Regions from separate parts of the Drosophila melanogaster genome. Here region 1 is linked to region 2. A link is a contact called in public Hi-C data. All regions are on one chromosome and are shown on one strand. The core of a region is the stretch at or near the end of the contact, and the rest is flanking DNA. Distances in the headings are between cores, read along the strand shown. Region 1 holds the start of Blm (Bloom syndrome helicase). Region 2 holds the start of Elp1 (Elongator complex protein 1).

Region 1 (3,359 bases), core at 811-3,310, 91 kb after region 2:
CTTCCAACTCCTTATAGCTGTAACCATTGAACTCTGACCTGCGGCCCTGCATCTTCTGATGCTCGTCCTCGATTTCCGCCAGCAATCCCTCCAAGTCATCTTCGTCATCATCCATTCCGCTGGTTGTCGTCCCCTGCGTGGGTCCGTTCAGTTGTTCCTCCTCCAAGTCGCCGTCTAGCATCATGCTCTGTGCTAAGTAGTCGTCCGGTTCCTCGCAAAGGTCATGGACAAGTTCTTCGCACTTTCGCAGCAGGTGCGGATCATTTTGTTTGCTCGGTGGTGAGAAGTCATCCGGCTCCCCGCAAAGGTCGTTGATGAGCTGCTGGCGTTTCGGAATAAGTTGCGTATCGCGCGGCGAGCTGGGTGGAGAGAAATTGTCTGGCTCTCCGCAAAGGTCGTGTATAAGCTGATTCCGATTGGGTATTTTTTCATCCTTGATTTCTTGAACTTTTGGCAGGGGCATTATCGGGCGACTTTTCTCTGGTGAAGATGATGATAAAACAGTCTGCTGAGCCTGTTCCGCCTGCATTTCTATTTCCTCCTTCTCAAGGGCTTCCTGTTCCGCTTTTAGCTGACTTTCTTTCTTATCTAAACTGTTTTGGACAAGCTGTGTCCGCGCTTTAAATTTTTGTCGCATTACTTTGAGCTTGAGAAACGTATTCGGCTGAAAGCCTGCTATTTCATTGAAGTGCATGGCGGGAATCTGGTCAATCAGAGAGCAATATTTTTCCATTAGCTCCACATAAGTGTTGCGAAAGAATCCAAGCGTGCTCTTCAGTGTCTCAGTATTCTGTTTATTGGGATCGATGCTGAAGTTGTCGTTTTGGGCCAAGTCCTTTAAGTAATCAGCCAGAGAATTGTCAAAAGCCACACTGTATCTGGGCTTCAATGGTGCCGCTGGTGATGGAGAGGAGGTGACGCTATTTCTTTCCAGAGAAGCGGTCGCAGGCTTTGTCGGGATTTCATTTTCTTTCGCTGAACCCAGTTTATAGCCTTGCTCCCCGCTGCCACTTTTCTCTGGAGAATCCTCAAAAAGATTACGACTACTGCCTTTATATGTATTAGGAGCCCGCGATGAGTCAAGCAGAGTCGAAATGGAGGCCAGATTGTTGCTAACTAATGGGTTTGCAGGGGAGTCCTTATCCTGAATCGTTTTTGTTTCATTTTGCCACATAGTTTTCTCCGGTTTCTTGACAGGCTGCGGAGGGGGCGGCGAATCAGGCAGTGTGAGTAGGTGATGTCTATTTCCATTTTCTTTGTTTGGAAAGTCCTCGAAGGAGAACCTTTGGAGTGGAGAGTCTAGGATCTTCCTCTCATTTTGCGTCACTTTCTTTTCCGGAGAATCCGAAAGCCAAACTATTGATGTTTTCCTCTCTTTTTGAGGTGGTTTCCTTAGTGTATCGCCAATTGATTTATTTTCAACAGGAGATTCCGACAATCCCCGATAGGTGTAACTATTCTCATTCTGTACTGGCTTTTTGGGCGAATCTCTGTCAGATTTTTTGGCAAGAAGTTCAGCTAGTGGGGACACTGACAGATCGAGGGATGTGGGCTTTTTGGGCGAATCTCTGGCATATTTCTTGGCAGAAAGTTTAGCTAGTGGGGACACTGACAGATCGAGGTATGTGTGTTTTTTGAGCTTTGCGGTTCTAGGATCTCTGCTGGACTTCTTCGTAGCAATAGTGCCATTGTTGGATTGACTGGATATCTCCGTAGTTTCATCGTCGGATGAGGACGCGTCCAGAAAGATGGGATTGTAGACTGCGGGGGGCTTGCTTCTGACACTTGCGGCTGAAATGCAACTATTAACATCCCTAATTTGGTCAAAATGCTCCAAATACCTCTGCTCTTAGGTTGACTCTGGGAATTGCCATCCAGGCCAATGAAGCTGCTAAGTGTGAGCTGTTTTCTTTGCGCGACAGGCTTCTTGGACATCACGACCAGCGATTTAAACAGATGTCAGCGCTTTAATTTGCATACAACTAGTTAACAAATAAGTAAGCAATACAATTTTATACACTTTCGGACTAAAAACCCGCGCAATATGCCAATGGAAACAATGCGAATAGGAATTAGTGTGACCGTCGGTCCACCCTTCACATATAGCTGAAACATCAGAGTAACCTACTCAAATATACCATATTTAATCCGATAATATTTTAAAAGATCATTAAAAGAAAAAAAATTGTAAAGCGATGAAAGCGCATCGCATGACTTGTATTGAAAATATAAAGTGTAAATTGATATATTGTTGTGTATCAGAGGAAAACATTTAAAAGCGAATTTAGCTAAGAACTAGTTATTTGGCCAACCATATCGAACAGCTGAGTGGCTACATGCTTTCTGCTTCTTCTTGTTCTCGTGGTATCCAAACAATATCCAAACGTGGTAAATAAAAGCGGATATTTTCGGAGCTTGGACTTGCAATATTATGCACACGTGAGTAGTTTATTACGCACCGCATTGGGTCAATGGATTGGAATCCTAAACATGTTCCGAACATACGTTTCGCAGACATAACAACTTTAAAACCCCCTCCGACGAAGACGAACTAGATGATCTGGACGAGGACATGGTGGTGGGAGTAATAGCGGAAATCGAACAGGAGGTGCTGAACGAGTCGGACAGCGACAACGACGAATATGACCTGGTAGACATGGGTGCTCCAGTGCCGGATAACGATGGCGACATTAGTTACGAAGGCAACGATAGTAGCAGCAGCGATGACAGTTTCGATCCAAATGCAGCGGACTCCGATTCAGATGATTCAATGCTCGACGAGGCGGGTGGTGTCACCGCCGGAGGAGCAACGAGTGCAAAGAAACGCAAGGATGACGATAATCCATCGGGCAGCAACAAGCAACCAGAAGCCACCTTCGACTTGGACGAGGACGACGAAACAGACGAGACTGTACGTGCCATGATAGCAGCCATAAAGAAGCCACGCAGTTCCCCTCCAGAGATTAAGCTGGAAGACTTTATAACAGATATCTGCTTTCATCCGGATCGCGACATCATCGCCTTGGCCACAATAATCGGGGATGTACATTTGTACGAGTATGACAACGAGGCTAACAAGCTGCTGCGCACTATTGAGGTTCATTCCAAAGCATGCCGCGATGTGGAGTTCACAGAGGATGGGCGCTTCCTGCTCACCTGCTCCAAAGACAAGTGCGTGATGGTCACCGATATGGAAACGGAGAAACTAAAAAAGCTATACGAGACGGCCCACGATGATGCCATCAACACGCTGCACGTTCTGAATGAAAATCTCTTTGCCTCGGGCGATGATGCCGGTACGGTCAAGCTGTGGGATTTGCGCACCAAGAACGCCATCTTCGAGCTAAAAGAACTGGAAG
Region 2 (3,750 bases), core at 649-3,148:
AATTTTTGCCGACGACGCAGAAACTGACCGAAAGACAGCAACAACAAAAGGCATTACTATGAACGGAAACCCGTAACAAAAACTACGATGCGCCACGCTTCGGTTATTGCCTTTAATTACTACTGTGGCTATCGGTTTTGTTGTACGCATCGCTTCGGTCATTCATGGCCCGATTGTTGGCTATATCTATATATGAGCATTTCTGTATATAACTTCGTGTGTGCGTGTGCGTGTGCCTGTGCATGTGTTTGTTATTCAAAAAATAAAAATAAAAAACGAACACAACAACAATGAATTTCGCGCCGCAAAGTTGTAAAACGTGTTTTTGTTTTCGCTTTGATTGGAACGAACCAAAATGCGTAGTATTTGTGATTTTTTTTATTACGATATTTTCGGATTTTGCTTTCGTTTTGAAGCCAACTAGTTGACCTCAGACAACAGCATCAAAATACAAACATAAAGAAGCTGCAAATGGTCGACCCAAAAATAGTCAAAACAAATACAGTAGTAACTCGTAATGCAGACTTTTGTGCACACTTTTAAGGGGAAAATGTTTTTTGCCTTAGGATATTTTTAATGATTTCAACAGAAGCGGTCTTTGTGTAAACAATCAAAAGTCTTGTATTTCCTTTTGCGGCCACTGTATCGTGTGACCACTGTGCGCTTTTAAAAGTATTTTGTTTGTCGTTGTCCATTTCATCTGCATTTATACATCTCATCCTCATAATGAGGCAAATGTTTATGCAATATTTGCTTTTCATTGATGGAATTGTGCAAAAAATGTTTGCAGAGTTTTTATTTGGCCACTTTTTTATTTGCCCAATTGCGCTATCCCTTTTTCGCAAGCTCTCCTTACTTTCACACCGACACACGCGCACACACGCACTAACACAACGACAAGTGTATTAAGGAAGCAGACAGCGCGACGCTGCAAAAAAAGGGCGTTGGGCGGAGTCCTTAAAACGGGCTCAAAAACAAGTAGTCCCAAAACCATGCATATGCCTGGACTTACCCAATTTTCAATGATGTTTGCAGCTATTGCTGTTTCTATTTGTTTTTATTGTATGTTTTGGTTTGTTTTTGATGTAGCTGGTGGTGCTGCCGTTGCTTCAGTGGTTGTTGATGTTGTTGTTATTGCTCTTAGTTAACATTCCAATCCGACGCTGGTGCGCTGCCGACGTCGCTGCCCACTCCGATGCCTGTGCTGGCGCTTTAAGCCATCAGCCACATGCACATTTCATTGGATTTATCACGCATATATATAGTAAGGTGTTCCTTAATATATATTTATAAACATTTGCACCACCTTTCCGATACGATCCGATCCGATATGAAGAATATAAATACACACATACACTTGCACAAGCACTCTCACGCATACACACACCGACACCTGGCTGTTGGTTTTGTGGAATTTTCGATTGTATTCTCCGTATTTTCGGCCCTCCTCCGTTGATGCTGATGCATATCCGCACTTGCATCCGTCTTAGTTCATCCCACGCATGGCGTGCCAATAAAATTCGATTGCTCAAACAGTCCGCACCACGGGCGATTTTAATTTAAACAAAAAATTCACACGAGAGCAGAGCAGCCATCTTGCGCTAGTGTTGTTTAACCGTTTTTGCTGGACTGCAGTGTGACCAGTCGGCAATGGTGCAGTAATGTAAACGGAGTTGGCGGAGCAGATCTGGCTATTTTATAGCTATGTGTGCTTGTGGCTGTTTTTATATTAATGTTAAAGAAAAAATTAACAAATCAAGAAAATTTGTACTTTTTATAACCTCCTAATATTGTATATAAACATATTCATATAATCATATAAATATCACAAAAAAACCTTTGATCAACGATTGAATTATTGCATTAAAGAATTATCACCGCAGTGACATTTAAGCCTCTGGTCACACAGTTCCACACGTGCAATATTTACGAAATATGCGCAATCTGAAGCTGCGATATTGCAAGGAGCTGAATGCAGTGGCTCATCCCCAGCATCTACTTCTTCAACCTGAACTAAATGGCGGCGCCTCGGACATATACTTCGTGGTGGCTGATAACAAGATCTACGCGGTTCAGGAGTCCGGAGATGTACGACTAAAAGTCATTGCCGATTTGCCGGACATAGTGGGAGTGGAGTTCTTACAGCTGGACAATGCGATCTGCGTGGCCAGTGGTGCTGGTGAAGTGATCCTGGTCGACCCCCAAACAGGAGCTACCAGCGAGGGAACGTTCTGTGACGTGGGCATAGAGAGCATGGCATGGTCGCCTAATCAGGAAGTGGTGGCCTTCGTTACCCGCACTCACAACGTGGTGTTGATGACCAGCACATTCGACGTTATAGCGGAGCAGCCACTGGACGCGGAACTAGACCCAGATCAGCAGTTTGTCAATGTGGGATGGGGCAAGAAGGAGACGCAGTTCCACGGATCGGAGGGAAAGCAGGCTGCGAAGCAGAAAGAATCCGATTCTACATTCATCCGCGATGAACAGGAATTAAATCAGGTGCGTTTAATCTTTTAACCAGCATAAAGAAAAACAATAATTCGGTTAGTTTACCCCACAGGATGTAAGCATTTCCTGGCGAGGCGATGGTGAATTTTTTGTTGTGTCTTATGTGGCAGCCCAATTGGGTCGCACCTTTAAGGTGTACGATAGCGAGGGAAAACTGAATCACACAGCCGAAAAGAGTGCAAATCTAAAAGATTCTGTTGTCTGGCGGCCTACGGGTAATTGGATTGCCGTACCCCAGCAGTTTCCCAACAAGTCTACCATAGCCCTCTTTGAGAAAAATGGCTTGCGACATCGGGAGCTGGTCCTTCCCTTCGATCTCCAGGAGGAGCCGGTGGTGCAGCTGCGCTGGAGCGAGGACTCCGACATACTGGCCATTAGGACATGTGCCAAAGAAGAGCAGAGAGTGTACCTGTATACAATAGGTAACTACCACTGGTATTTGAAGCAGGTGTTGATTTTTGAACAAGCGGATCCTCTGGCACTGCTCCATTGGGACACGCGGTGTGGAGCCGAACACACACTTCACGTTCTTAAGGAAAGTGGCAAGCATCTGGTCTACCGCTGGGCATTTGCCGTAGATCGAAATAATTCTATCGTGGGAGTCATTGATGGTAAACGCCTGTTGCTCACAGATTTCGACGAGGCCATAGTACCACCACCCATGAGTAAGATCGTCCTTAAATTCGAAACGTATATCAATGCCTTCATCAGCCATGGTACCAGCTTGTGGGTATATACTTGCGATCGTAAAATATACCTAAATGAACACATACATACGTTAGGCAAAGAGCTACAAAAGCCCATTATGCTTATGCCCGATGCCGAGCTCTCTGGCTTGCATCTGGCCAATCTCACCCATTTCTCGCCCCACTATCTGCTGGCCACTCACAGTTCAGCAGGATCCACACGCCTGCTACTGTTGTCATATAAGGATAATGACAACAAGCCAGGCGAGTGGTTCTATCGAGTGCACAGTTCCGTGCGGATCAACGGATTGGTGAATGCTGTTGCCGTCGCACCTTATGCCATGAATGAGTTTTACGTGCAAACAGTGAATAATGGTCACACATACGAGGTGTCGCTTAAAGCGGACAAGACACTTAAGGTGGAGCGATCTTATGTGCAGCTGCATGAGCCGGCTGACCAGATAGATTGGGTTATCGTCAAAGGATGTATTTGGGATGGTTACACAGGTATTTAACACTGATCACTTAAAAACGAAATAATTGAAATGCAGTT

Evidence for each region. A called contact is a pair of places that touch in the nucleus more often than the background predicts.
Region 1: a Hi-C map of the Kc167 cell line shows a contact between it and region 2, with 1.7 times the contacts expected there. The contact joins the promoter of Blm here to the promoter of Elp1 in region 2. A contact is called at or near these places in 11 of 107 Hi-C or Micro-C datasets (the Clone 8 cell line, the D17-c3 cell line, the Kc167 cell line and 6 more) and 1 of 6 datasets of contacts at active chromatin or transcription factors (the Kc167 cell line).

Annotation. Positions count from the first base shown.
Region 1 is chr3R:11,739,723-11,743,081 of dm6, forward strand. Blm (Bloom syndrome helicase) reads right to left here and starts at 2,061. Exons shown (of 4, transcript NM_079595.3): 1 at 1,842-2,061; 2 at 1-1,791. The coding sequence starts at 1,935. CG14722 reads left to right here and starts at 2,168. Exons shown (of 2, transcript NM_141854.4): 1 at 2,168-2,439; 2 at 2,515-3,359. The coding sequence starts at 2,432.
Region 2 is chr3R:11,649,073-11,652,822 of dm6, forward strand. It overlaps Elp1 (Elongator complex protein 1), which reads left to right and starts at 1,899. Exons shown (of 6, transcript NM_001275549.1): 1 at 1,899-2,502; 2 at 2,552-3,704. The coding sequence starts at 1,936. It overlaps Csk (C-terminal Src kinase), which reads right to left and starts at 1,634. Exons shown (of 9, transcript NM_169414.2): 1 at 1,013-1,634.